Linked DNA regions of Xenopus tropicalis: region 2 is linked to region 1. Evidence: chromatin contacts called from public Hi-C data. All regions are on one chromosome and are shown on one strand. Each heading gives the region's core, a stretch centred on a gene start, on an enhancer-like site or on the middle of the called end of the contact. The rest is flanking DNA. Distances are from core to core; before and after follow the strand shown.

The links. Hi-C and Micro-C count contacts between places; a contact is called where the count stands out from the background.
Region 2: a Hi-C map of brain shows a contact between it and region 1, with 2.3 times the contacts expected there. The contact joins two enhancer-like sites. A contact is called at or near these places in 4 of 5 Hi-C or Micro-C datasets (brain, gastrula embryo, neurula embryo and 1 more).

Annotation. Positions count from the first base shown.
Region 1 is chr7:114,225,531-114,232,630 of UCB_Xtro_10.0, reverse strand. kmt5c (lysine (K)-specific methyltransferase 5C) reads right to left here. Exons shown (of 9, transcript NM_001127119.1): 3 at 6,913-7,078; 4 at 5,668-5,777; 5 at 2,322-2,485; 6 at 1,046-1,065; 7 at 73-209. Among named protein-coding and RNA genes, the nearest start is that of kmt5c, 8.9 kb to the right of the region's middle. Within about 2 kb of position 2,575, at least 4 of the 11 cell types and tissues checked have an H3K27ac peak or open chromatin away from gene starts, as enhancers often do.
Region 2 is chr7:114,325,606-114,332,705 of UCB_Xtro_10.0, reverse strand. All of the region lies in intron 1 of LOC105947943 (fibroblast growth factor 2-like), which reads right to left. Among named protein-coding and RNA genes, the nearest start is that of bcat2, 60 kb to the left of the region's middle. Within about 2 kb of position 3,520, at least 3 of the 11 cell types and tissues checked have an H3K27ac peak or open chromatin away from gene starts, as enhancers often do.

The sequences.
Region 1 (7,100 bases), core at 1,326-3,825:
TGGGAGATGCCATAATGGCTGCCAGTGAAGTCCTTCAAAACAAAAAGCATTGCATATTTACAAAATTCTCACCTTTCACAAGTGCAACATTCACACAATTCATTTTTCTCTCCAAAAAAGCTGTCTCCATAGAAGCATGTGATCTCTTCGCCTGATTTGATTTCCCTGAGAACCTTTACACAAGCGGTGTTTCCCTCTGTTGGTACAAACTGTACAGGGGAGGGGCAAATTGGTTATACATAATATAAAATAATTGTTATACCATGGTCAACAGCTTTCGTTAACTATAAGTGTGACACAGACATATTTAAGCCCACAATCAGCCACAGAGGGAAGTAAAACACAAGCTAACTAACTGCAGATGGGAAACTGTGGCTTATTTAAAAGAAGTGAAACATTTTAGACCCTTTGTTAAAATAAATGAATAATAATTTTTCCAAATGGAAGAACCTAGCGAGATAGACCTAGAGCATTATGTTCCTCTAATGGTTCCCAAACTGTGGAACTGACTCTAGTGGATGAGGGCAGTGACTGATGAGGGGATTAGACTGAAGGCCAGTTAGGGTGGAATCTGAGAAGAACGGGCATTTGTTTATTAATTTGTTAATTAATTTTTTTTTTTTTTTAGACACAACCAAAAAGGTCAGTCCAAGTGAGATCTGGGGTGAATATGAATTTGCGGTTCTAGAACTAAAACCGATGCACCGATAGTTTCCTATATCTGTACCCATTTCATGTGCTGGTGGTACCCTGACCAATGGGATGCTTAAACTGAAAGTTTCACGATCATTGCTCTAAGCCCCAAAGGGCTGATCAGGTGTTGTGACATGAAATTAATTCTAATATTCTAAAACTATTCTAAGACTAACAGCTAGTCTGTTTTATATCCTTAATAGAACATTTGATTATCAACCATTCAACTGGGACCAAAATGCGACACATGAAAGTCCCCTAACATGTATGAAATACAGCTTGCACAAAAGTGGGAAAATGATTTATGTAATGCATAAACACAGCAAAGACACGCAAAATGGAGAGCACCTACCTTGCAGTTTGGCCGACAGTCTTAAAGTATCCGTGTCGAGCAGCATTCCCAAACACAGCGTGGGGAAGAAAAAGGCAACATTTTAGAATGGCCACAAATTCATATCAACTATTATGAAAGAAGAGATAAAAAGGGCACTAATTTGGTACAGGTAAGGGACCTGCTATCCAGAATGTTTGGGACCTGGGGTTTTTCAGATAAAGGGTCTTTCTGTAATTTGAATCGCCATACTTTTAGTCTTATATAAAATACTAAATAAACCCAAAAGGATTGTTTTTCCCCCAATAAGGATCAATTATATTTAAGTTGGGATCAAGAACAAGGTACTGTTTTATTATTACAGAGAAAAGGGAATCATTTTACCATGAAATAAACCCAATAGGGCTGTTCTGCCCCCAATAAGGGGTAATTATATCTTAGTTGGGATCAAGTACAGGTACTGTTTTATTATTACAGAGAAAAGGGAATCATTTAACCAAGAAATAAACCCAATAGGACTGTTCTGCCCCCAATAAGGGATAATTATATCTTAGTTGGGATCAAGTACAGGTACTGTTTTATTATTACAGAGAAAAGGGAATATTTTTTTTTTTTTTAAATTAGATTTGTATAAAATGGAGACTCTAATAAAGTCTTCCCATAATTTGGAGCTTTCTGGATAATGGGTTTCAAGATAACAGATCCCATACCTGTACAACATATTTAGAATATATAACCAATTATATTACGTTCGCTTATTAATCTCTCATCAATAGAAGACTATGCTCAGCTATCTTACAGTAAGTTCAATTGCTTGCTTGTATTAAAGTCTTTAGCAGAGCAACACCACTTATAACCACCTGATGGCACTGTTCTCTCATTCCTATAAAGCAGTGTTCCCCAACCAGTGGCTCAGGAGTAACATGTTGCCCCCAGTGGCCTCAAAGCAGGTGCTTATTTTTAAAAATTCTAGCAAGTTTTGGTTGCATAAAAACCAGATGTACTGCCAAACAACCTCCTGTAGGCTGCCAGTGCACATAGGGGCTACCAAATAGCCACAGACCGTATTGTGCACCCCTAGGACATTTTTCATACTTGTTTTGTTCCCAAACTCTTTTTTACATTTAAATGTTGCTCACAGAAAGGTTGGGGACCCCTGCTATAAAGGATAAAATTGCACAGAGAAGCAAGGACCATTCCCCTGAATGGCTACTTATAAATATGATCATTAAATGACAGCCACTTATACATCATATTTACCTTAATTAAAATGGAGAAGACAATCCAATTGACTTACCGTGGTTGATGAAGGCAGCCGGCCCTAGCCAGAGCTGTGCACACTTTTTCCGAGTGGAGTACATGACGCTAAAATCATTATCTCCAAAACGGAGCAGGGTCTCGTCTGCTTTGCTTAGTTCAGCGATGCACCCCACCAGGAGCTCAATCTTTTCATTCTTGCACCTAAAATACCAACAGACACATGCTAGAGAATACAAAGGGCAGAAGAAGACAAAGGTTCACACCTTGCAATGATCTCAGGGTGCCTTTGTCTCTGCAGCTGTGAGTACGGCACAGGAAAGTCATTATCAGCTAAAAATAAGGGTGGGGATGTTTTTATGGGCTAATTGTGCGCTCGGCACCAAGGAGATTCCCACTGATTATTGTGAAACATGATCCACTGCCGTTTCTTATACATTCCCCCAAGGGGTTTGAAGGCAAAGACAAATTCCAAGCAAATCACATGTGCCATTATGCTTAGAGATGAAAACCTAAAGGCACAAAGCTGTGTGCAGCGGCCACTATAGCAGTCATACACGGCCCTTTTACCATTCAGACCGTTTTATACCAGTCACTTGTGGTACTTGTTAGCATACTGAACTGCCAATACATACATTTATATTCCTCAGATTGAGAGGGAACCATGATAGCCTGACCCTCAGACCATTCCCAATCCTTTGCTCTCTGTTCCTACCACAGAAAGCAGAAAGAATTCATATCTCAGCATCCATCAGTTCAACACACGAGGAAAGGGTTAGAGGACTACCAGCCTTAATTAACAATTAAAGGGGTAGTTCACCTTTAAATTAGCTTTTAATATGTTGCAGACATTGATATTCTGAGAGAATTTGCAATTGGTCTTCATTGTCTAATTGTTATGGTTTTTCAGTTAGCTTTTTGTTCAGCGGTATTTGGTATTTTAGCAGCTATCTGGTTGCTAGAGTCTTATTAACCCTAGCAACTAGGCAGTGGTTTAAACTAGGGATGCATCGAATCCGGGATTCAGCAAAATCCCGGTGGTTTTTTAAGGATTTCGTTTCGGCCGGATCTGCGTATTAGCATATGCTAATTAAAATTCAGAAAGGGTTAAATGGGCAGTGAAAAAAGATTTTTAACCCCTTCCAATCCTAATCAGCATATTGTAATAAGGTTCGGTCGAATCCTGCTGGGTGGGTTCGGAGTTTCTGCTGAACCCAAAAAAGCGGGTTCGTTGCATCCCTAGTTTAAATAAAAGATGGGAGTATGAATAACATAGGGCCTGCATAGAAACATAAGGAATAAGAAGTAACAATAAAATTGTAGCCTCACAGAGCAATAGTTTTATTTGGTCAGCGACCCCTATTTGTAAGCTGAAAAGAGACAGAACAGAAAGACAAATAATTCAAAAACTATTAAAAATAATTAATGAAACCAACTGAAAGTTGCTAGGAATAGGTCATTCTATAAACATACTAAAAGTTAACTTAAAACTAATTGTTGTGCCAATAATATGGATTCATGCAGATTAGTTACCATTGAGTATGGGCTACAAATATGGGATTCGTTCTCTGGAAGCCTATTATGCAGAAAGCTCCAAATTATGGGATGTCCACCTCCCACAGACTCCATTTTAATTAAATAATTCTAATTTTTAAAAAGTATTTCCTTTTCTCTGTAATAATAAAACAGTACCTGTACTTGATCCCAACGAAGATATAATTACCCCTTATTGGGGGCAGAACAGCCCTATTGGGTTTATTTAATGGTTAAATGATTCCCTTTTCTCTGTAATAATAAAACAGTACCTGTACTTGATCCCAACTAAGATATAATTACCCCTTATTGGGGGCAGAACAGTCCTATTGGGTTTATTTCATGGTTAAATGATTCCCTTTTCTCTGTAATAATAAAAAAGTACCTGTACTTGATCCCAACTAAGATATAATTACCCCTTATTGGGGCAGAACAGCCCTATTGGGTTTATTTCATGGTTAAATGATTCCCTTTTCTCTGTAATAATAAAAAAGTACCTGTACTTGATCCCAACTAAGATATAATTACCCCTTATTGGGGCAGAACAGCCCTATTGGGTTTATTTAATGGTTAAATGATTCCCTTTTCTCTGTAATAATAAAACAGTACCTGTACTTCATCCCAACTAAGATATAATTACCCCTTATTGGAGCCAAAACAATCCTATTGGGTTTAATAACTGTTATAATAATAAATGTTGAAAATATTTTCTAGTAGATTTAAGTTATGGAGATGCAAATTAGGGAAAGACTCCTTTTTTCTGGATAACAGGTCCTGGTATCTGTACTGTTTTATTATTACACAGAAAATGTGAATAATCTAAAGGAGGTGGTCTTTCCATAAATCATAGCTGTCTGGATAAAAGGTTTCAGATAAGGGATTCTACCCCTGCATCACTTTCTATCACTATCTATATAGATATCTAAGGATTTGAGACACTGTCGTTTGGTATGCATTAGAAAAAAAGTAACCCTAGCACAACCTTACTGCCTTCAAAGCACCTTCAACAGAATTAACTTTTATACTGGATCTTGCGCCCGCACGAACAGACAGTTTCTACAAAATACTAAAAAAGGTGCGGCACTTCGGATATTGATCGTACATTTATATGCAATGATCTAAAATGGACACTTAGGGGCACATTTACTAACCCACGAACGGGCCGAATGCGTCCAATTGCGTTTTTTTCGTAATGATCGGTAATTTTGCGATTTTTTGCGATTTTTTCGGCTTCTTTACGAGTTTTTTGTAGCCATTACGAAAGTTGCGCAAAGTCGCGATTTTTTCGTAGCTTTAAAACTTGCGCGAAACGTCGCGCCTTTTAAGTTTTAACGCTACGGAAAAGGCGCGACTTTGCGCGCAAGTGTTAACGCTACGAAAAAATCGCGACTTTGCGCAACTTTCGTAATGGCTACGAAAAACTCGCGTTTTTACGCAAAAATCGTAAAGACGCCGAAAAAAATCGCAAAAAATACGAAAAAGTCGCAAAATGTTCGTTTCCAATCGGAATTTTTCCAATTCGGATTCGAAATCGTGTCTTAGTAAATCAGCCCCTTAGACTGAAATTGTAGAATAAAACCCTAAAAATAAAGAGAATTTTCTGAACATGAAGCAGTTGGCAGGTACCAATCTTACAAAAGTGACTCCCATTGTAGGTCCCCCAGATACACAATACACACGCAGATTTTATCATTAACCGACCATAATCTTCTAACCTGTCTGACTAAACAACCAAATGGCGTGGTAAAAAAATTATCAGGATGAGAATTCTGAGACAACACACGGTATGAAAATTGTACGAATCAGATTTTATTGGTGCGTGTATGGCCATCTTAGGAACCCATTTATCTTACCATGCCTTCGTAGAGACCACTTTTGCTCCGTTGGTTTCTAGAGAGTACCGACAACAGGAGAGAATCATGAATCCACTCTCTGGAAGAAACATTCGGAGATATCGGAATATCTGAAAAACATGCGGACAAGGCTAAATGATAGAAAAATCCAAATTAAAAGGGATAAAATGTTTAATGCCGAGATGTCAATCCAAATCCTCCCCATTACTTGTTGGTATGATTATTCATTCAAATCTTTGCCTGCACCCCACCCCCCCCCACCGGTCACATCAGCAGGCAGTACAGTGTGCTGATCAGCAGAATATCTTGAGCATAGGGAGCCAGTGTTGTACTGACCTAGATCACAAAGATATGAAGCTCTGCAAAAGGAAGTTGGAGGCATTAATCTTCCTTGTCGTATTGCTATGGAACTGGAAATGTAAGCCCCATTAATAAGGTACAATTACTTGTATAACGGGTCATTTCTCAGGCTTTTATTGGGCAAATACACCACTGTCCTGTCAATAAAGGCGCACATTTCACCACATACAAAATCAAACTCAACTGAAAAGTAATACGTAGTTATTTGGGACTCCTCCAGTTACATGGGAGTAGGAGAAACAAAAGATTAGCTGAAAGCAGTTCTAATGTGTAGCGCTGGCTCCTTCTGAAAGCTCAGACTCAGGCACAATGCACTGAGATGGCTCCTACACACCAATATTACAGCTAAAAAACTACAAACTATACCATAAAAATCATGACAGAATCCCTTTAAGTCAGTGATCCCCAACCAGTGGCTCATGAGCAACATGTTGCTCCTCAACCCCTTGGATGTTGCTCCCAGTGTCCCCAAATCAGGTGTTTATTTTTGAATTTCTGGTAAGGAGGCAAGCTTTGATTGCATAAAAATCCAGTGTAATTGCCAAAGAGAGGCTTCTGTAGGCTGCCAGTCAACATAGGGGCTACCGAATAGCCAATTTAAGTTCTTATTGGCACACCCAGGAACTTTTTTCATAATTGTGTTGCTCTCAAAAATGTTTTCCAATTGAATGTGGCTCTCAGGTATAAAAGGTTGGGGATCCCTGCTTTAAGTATTTGGGAATTAGGTTTTTAGCATGTACAGAGATTGATATGCTGAGATAAACTGCAGACAAATTACACACCGTCTTAAAACAGCTTGATAGATAAAGGCAGATAACTCAGGAAAACAAGGGAATTGTGGGTTCAACAGATGAGAGGCGCTACTGTATAAGTCAGGATACATACATGTGTCTTTAGCAGACTCTCCTGTTGCCGGGTCCGGCTTTGGAAGTAATGACGAGCCCATTCCCCTGCTGCTAGGGAGTGATATGCAGCTTCCAGGTCCTTTTTCTTACGGAATGTTTGCAGAGCCTCCCGCAGGTGATGCTGCCTCCGTATAGTGGGCATGGCACTGCGGCAGAACATATATATCA
Region 2 (7,100 bases), core at 2,271-4,770, 99 kb before region 1:
CAATTTAGCAACCCCCCAGCCCCACCCCATGAACATGATATCCCTTGTCCTTTACACGGGATATTATATTTGTTTATAATCCCCATAACAGTAATGCTAATGCCTAAATCTCACTGCATAGCATATAGTGTGGCTTGCTAATTCTATAAATATGTTATATTCCCTGTATATATTAACATTTTCCTTTTTTTTTTCTCAATTTTTTTTTCTAGATGATGTGAATTGTGGTAAGTAAACGAAATCCATAAGATCATGATTATCACTAGGTGGCCTTACAATTTGGAAGGGATAGTGATGCCTCTAAGATTTTAATAAGAACATGATTACGTTTTTAACCCACACAATCTCCTATTTAAACAGAGCCCCTATATTACCCCGTGCCACTCAAGCCAGCACAATATATAAGACCATACTATTTGTGGCCTAAGGAGTGGTCCCAATGTAGGTCATTTATGGGGGGCAGGGAGGGCACAATAGCACTCTGTAGGTGTTTAAAACTACAATGACACATTTTCCAATGATGAATGTTTGTTGTCTTTGGCCTGGCTGCTATCTATTCCCTGCCACAGGCTATTCTTTGTACATGGGATATATGTATCAGTGAGAATGACCAATCTTTAATAATCACAATGTTTTTAGTGAGTGCTATTGCAAGTACATATATTTATTTATAATTTTTCTATCTGCATGAAGGATTTCTGGAGGAGAAAGTAATAAAATGCTCCAACTGCGAAGAAGAAACCATACAATGTGTAGGGGGCAAAAGCCGCAATTGCAGCGGTAAGTAATTTACCCACAGCACGAGCGTTCTGGAAATAATGAATAAGGTTTGCGTGCCCCTATCTGTGTATTTGCTGTACTTAGTTTAATTTCTCTATACACAGAATTACGGGTGCCGTAGCCATAACTGTGCATCTGCCTCTATGTTCTTTTCCTTTGCTAACAAACTAATTGTATTTTTTTTCCTTTCCCCTAGACTTGATGCAGAAATGCCCGTGGTGCGTTTGCCAAGATGGAAAATGTTACAGTAAGTTATTAGCAAAACTTTTTGTTTCACCAGCGCAGCATAGTCAGCTGTGAGTGGTACCATGGCTCACATATATGTGAATGTATTATATATTATTACAATTATTATTGTGTTATATAGGTAACCATGTGTGCTACAATGGCCACTCTACAATGTGACTGCATTAGTGTTAACATACTGTATGTACTGATGTACAGATAGAGATTGGGAATGATACAAAGCTTGAAACACCATAGTTCTATGCCATAATAATACTTTCTGTAATAGGATAAAAAAATATTAACTGCATTAATTTATTTAATTGCAGGGAAAGATAACCCTAAGAAGAAATGCAAACCATGCCCTGGGTACATGGAATGTCTTAAAGAGATCATTCCTTGCGCCAGTAAGTGTTTTTCCCATATCCTTATCACTTGTCTTGTTTAATACTTTGCTATACAGACAGCTTTTGTGGTGATTTTAACCTCGTTAAACTGAATAATATCTTTTTGTAGCTCGCAATGTTATTGTGCAAGAGGACGGAGACTTCTATTTCAACTGCTTTGTGGAGTATCATTCCCGAATTTGGGATCAGTTGGAATATGTTCTTGAAAAGGTATTTGCTATCTGTTTATTGAACTGACCCTCTCTAATGATCTTCCATTCTAACTTTAAAACTGCTAACTGGTTGCTCAGGTTATAAGCCCTAGCAACCATTTAGCAGTTACGATTCCAGGCGGCAAAGTTGCCAATCAGAAAATTTAAATCTAAAAATGAAACATTACATCAACTGCAGATTGTCTCAGAATGGAATGTCATTATGAAAGGGTGCATTTAATTTTAAGTAGCACTGGTCTGAATGGCGCCTTATTATTGTTTATTATACATTGCTTTTCAGAAGGTGAATGGAAAAATGGTACTTGTAAAGACCGTGGATGCTCCAAAACTGGTAAAATACTTAGCTAACAAGGATGATGCAGGGGATTATACTTGTACTGCAAGATCCAAAGCTTCAAAGTTTGTCTATGGAAGTGTAGATATTATAGTAAAAGGTAAATATTCTATATTTATAAGCCTACAGCATATACAGCACTCCTTGTCAGTCATCAACCAGACATGTCAATAAGAATCACTCTAATAAATTAAGAACAGAGACTTATTAGAAGCACACAAATGCTCTATACATTATGGTCTCAGCATATAACATAATATATAGCATATATATATACAACATATAACATAATTTAGGGTACAGTTAACAGGTTATACCATGTGTGTTGGTCACTAACAGATAACTTAATTTACTAAAATGAGAGTAAATAATACTACATTACCCAAGAAAGTGAAAATGATGTTAATGTTAAAAGGCTGAACTAGAAAAGCACAAAAGTTTGGGTTGTGGAATTCACATTGCCAATAAGGCACATGGATTACCCTAAAACACCCAGCAGATGGCACTGTTCAGTAGGCAACAATTTACCCTTTCATTTTTTTCCATTTGGATGTCAAACTTTATATCAGGAATTATCTTTTATGGGTCGGTACTTAAAAATGCTGGTTAGGCCAGGCCTATTTTAGTAAAGTAAAATGTCTTCCCTTCAAAGAAAATTTGAAATGAAAGTGATGCAAAAGTGTTTCCAAACCAAAAGTGTTTCCAAACCAACAATTGTCACAGTGACAATTGTAAGCCTTATAAACACTCCTTGACTTTAATGCACATTACATGCTTATAAGATACAGTGGGCCATACCTTATATACATATTAACAGATATTGGGGTTTGCCTATCTTTTGCAGTGACACCAGCCCCAGTTACTTCTCCGCCAGTAACCAAACCCCCTGTTCAGACCAGCTCTGAAGAGCACGTCGATGACTTTACAATTATGATAGCAGCCATTTTTCTTATTGCCTTGTGCATATTGGTTACATTTGTGGCTGTTGGAATTGGGTAAGTGCATTTTAATTCTATTTCAATGTAAAGAACTGTTTAAAAGTATCACCTTCAAATGGAAAGCTTTAGTACTATATTATATTTATATCTTTAGAGTGAATACATACAGTAATTTGTATTTCTTTTACATGATGTATTTGTTAACAAGATTTTTGGCCCTTGCAGTTATTTTATGAGACGCACAAGGGAAAAAGATTTGCCAGTTCAGATGGAAAGTGGTAAACAGCAAGAGGAGAAGCTGATGAAATTGACCAAAGCAGCTTCCCAAAAACGTGAGCCACTTGAGCTGCCGTAGTCCAGTCTCCAGACAGGGCCATTCTGAGAGATAGTGGGAGCGCACCAGGAACCGTAAGTAAAGGCCAAACCCAGTGCCATAATTACATTTGCTAGAAATCCCAGAGCTGTTATTAAAGTTTTCCTCCTTGTCTCACTGTTGCCAAATTAACCCTGGGGTAAGGTGTAGGTTTTTTATCTCAGTGCTTGTATTGCACATTGTCTTGGGGGTATTTGCTTTTTTATAGGGGTTAATAATGAGTTATAGTAGCAGAAAACAAGTGGCTTACGCCCAGGGCTGTATTTATATATAGGCACCCATGAGCACACACCCAGGGCAGCAGCTTTAAAGGGGCCACCCTTGGGTGCCCATATAACAAGTTAATATCCCCAGTCACTGCAGGAGTCTTGCTGTGTGAATCTAGCAGCGGAACTTGGGGAGTGAGGGGTACCATCTACATCATAGCGTGTCGTGGGCAGAAGTGATGTCATGCTCATCCAGATATGATAGGACATCACACTCATGTGTGCATGTGCAGTTGGGGGGTGCACTTCAGTGTGGTGCCTAGGGTGGCACCGTACCTAAATACAGCAGTGCTTATGCCCAGCAAGACTTAACAGTGATAGAAGGAGAGATGAGCTTAGTGAGCAAGACAGACACCAAAGGCAGATTTTACTCTGGGGAACTGGGAAAGTAACAGGGAGAAATAATACCTATTTATACGTATATGTTTATGTATGTATTTTAATGATTATAATTGTCTTTGCAGGTGTCTGTGCCCCCACAGAAGACAGATTCAGATTTAAGGATGGAGAGGACAGAAAAAGTCAGAAGAAGAAGAGAACAGCTACGCATAAGATGGCCCTGTCTGCATTTAGATACACTGAGGCTGAAACCTGGAATACGGCCACTGCAATGAGGAAATCCCAACTACAAACTGAATGTAAATGTGAGACCTCATCTGTAGCACCTGAGGAAACATCTACAATCAACGTAGAATGAATGGAATATCTATACAGTGCTCTCTCTTTATACCTCCTACAGATATTATTTAAAGAGAGCCTGTCAGTTTCTCAGTTAACAATAGGAATGTGTTCCTATTCTTAAAAACAGTCTGAAAACGGACACGTTCTCTTTAAGACATCTGTCAGTAAGATAAATGTGGAGGTCAGGATGGATGATGTTATAGAGGGGTGGTGGTGGGTTGGGGCATAAAGAGGCAGCACTGTGGTACAGCAACTTTAGATCACAATCAAAGAACTGCTGTATTATATTCAAGCCCATCACAGTAACCAGAGGATGCTGAAATCATTACAGGGGCAACAAGTTACTTCAATCTCTCTGTATAAGAACAATGAGATTTTTAATATAAACATGTTCAGCATTTCTACAAGAATGCTAAGGTGCCAGTCGTGCCTTAGGATTTGCCCTTGTTCCTATCAGGGCCACTCCTGCCAGAGGCATTTCTTGCCTTGCCTCGTGGCTGAAGTGGTCCCTATAAATGCAATAAATGGTTAAAATGTTGATATTTTTGTATTTTTTTTTGTTTATTAGACAAATAATGTAAGCTTTTATGTAGATTTATTCTGCTATAAGGGGAAGCCGTGCACGGAGTCCTTTACTAGGATATTGCCATACAAAGTGATACCACCACTATGCGCCAAGAAGCTTCTTTATGTGCCAGTACCTGGAGTCTTTGCAACTTGCCTGGTGAAGGCACATGGAGTGGGTTTCAGAGCGGAACATCATATTCAAGCAGGATTGTTCCGAAATCCACTCCACATAGGTGCTGTACTCGTTATCTTTCAGGCTTTTTGCTTTTGCGTTGGGGCTACTTGGCCTGTCTTTGTGAGCTCCCTCTCTGTGATTTGGCTGAATTAACTTTTAGTATGTTGTAAAATTAACATTTCTTAGCAACTTTTCAATTGGTCATCATTTTAAATATTTTATATTTTTTAAATGATTTGCCTTCTTCTTTTTCCAGCTTTTAAATTGGGGCCACGGGAAGCCAAAAAATTGTTATCCGAGATTTTATTGTCATTGTTATATTGTGTTACTTATCCTTGTATATAGGCCTCTCCTATTCCAATCTCTCACTCACACCTCTGCTTGGTTGATAGGTATTTTGGACCCTAGCAACCCAATAGCTGCTAAATTAAATCTCTTAAGCTATTTAACAAAAAGCTAAATATTTCAAAGAGCAAACAATATACAAATTAAAGACCAATTGCAAATTGTCTCAGAATATCACCCTCTACATCATACTAAAAGTTCATTTATAGGCAAACAATCCTGTTTAAAAAGAAAAAAACCTTTGTTATACACTCATCTTATAAAGCCTTAGGCGTTTCGGTCTGTCTGACCCTTAATCATAGGATTCATAGATGCCTGTGATAAGAATAAGAAACTTGAATGCCTACAATTTTTCTAGTTTACAAATGGCTTGACTTTTGCCTAGGACTATTCCCATTGACTTCTGTAGACACTCGCAAGCTTCTTACATTCACGTTTTCGAGTTTTTTTAACTTAATAAATACCAGACATTCAAGTTGGATAGAACTTGAATGTCTGGATAGAAAACTGGCTACAGGATCGGGTACAGAGGGTGGTTGTTAATGGTACATTCTCTACTTGGAGTAAGGTTCTCAGTGGGGTCCCTCAGGGTTCTGTACTGGGTCCACTTTTGTTTAATTTGTTCATAAATGACTTAGGGGAGGGTATTATGAGTAATGTATCAGTGTTTGCAGATGACACAAAACTCTGCAGACCAGTCAATTCTATCCAGGATGTGACATCCCTGCAGCAGGATCTTGACCAACTGGCAATCTGGGCAGCTAAGTGGCAGATGAGATTTAATGTGGATAAATGTAAGGTCATGCACCTGGGATGTAAAAATATGCAAGCCCCGTATACCCTTAATGGGACTGCACTAGGCAAATCCCTAATGGAGAAGGACCTTGGAGTCCTTGTAGATAATAAACTTGGCTGTAGCAAGCAATGCCAGGCAGCAGCTGCAAGGGCAAACAAGGTTTTGAGCTGTATTAAAAGGGGTATAGATTCACGGGAGGAGGGGGTTATTCTTCCCCTTTACAGAGCGCTGGTAAGGCCCCATCTAGAATATGCTGTTCAGTTTTGGTCTCCAGTGCTCAAACGGGACATTATTGAGTTAGAGAGGGTCCAGAGAAGGGCAACTAAGCTGGTAAAGGGTATGGAAAGTCTCAGTTATGAAGAAAGACTGGCCAAGTTGGGTCTGTTTACACTGGAGAAGAGGCGCTTAAGAGGTGACATGATAACTATGTATAAATATATAAAGGGATCATATAATAACCTTTCTAATGTTTTATTTACCAGTAGGTCCTTCCAACGGACACGAGGGCACCCACTTCGTTTAGAAGAAGGGAGGTTCCATTTAAACATTCGGAAAGGATTTTTTACAGTGAGAGCTGTGAAGTTCTGGAATTCCCTCCCCGAATCAGTCGTTCTGGCTGATACATTATATAGCTTTAAGAAGGGGCTGGATGGATTCTTAGCAAGTGAGGGAATACAGGGTTATGGGAGATAGCTCTTAGTACTAGTTGATCCAGGGACTGGTCCGATTGCCATCTTGGAGTCAGGAAGGAATTTTTTCCCCTCTGCGGCAAATTAGAGAGGCTTCAGATGGGGTTTTTTGCCTTCCTCTGGATCAACTAGTAGTTAGGCAGGTTATATATAGGCATTATGGTTGAACTTGATGGACGTATGTCTTTTTTCAACCCAACTTACTATGTTACTATGTAAGTTTTTGAAACATAATTGAGGGGGTTTTTTTGCAAAAAAACTCGAATCGTGAAAAAAAAAATCAAACTCGAACACTGATAAATCTCCCCCTTA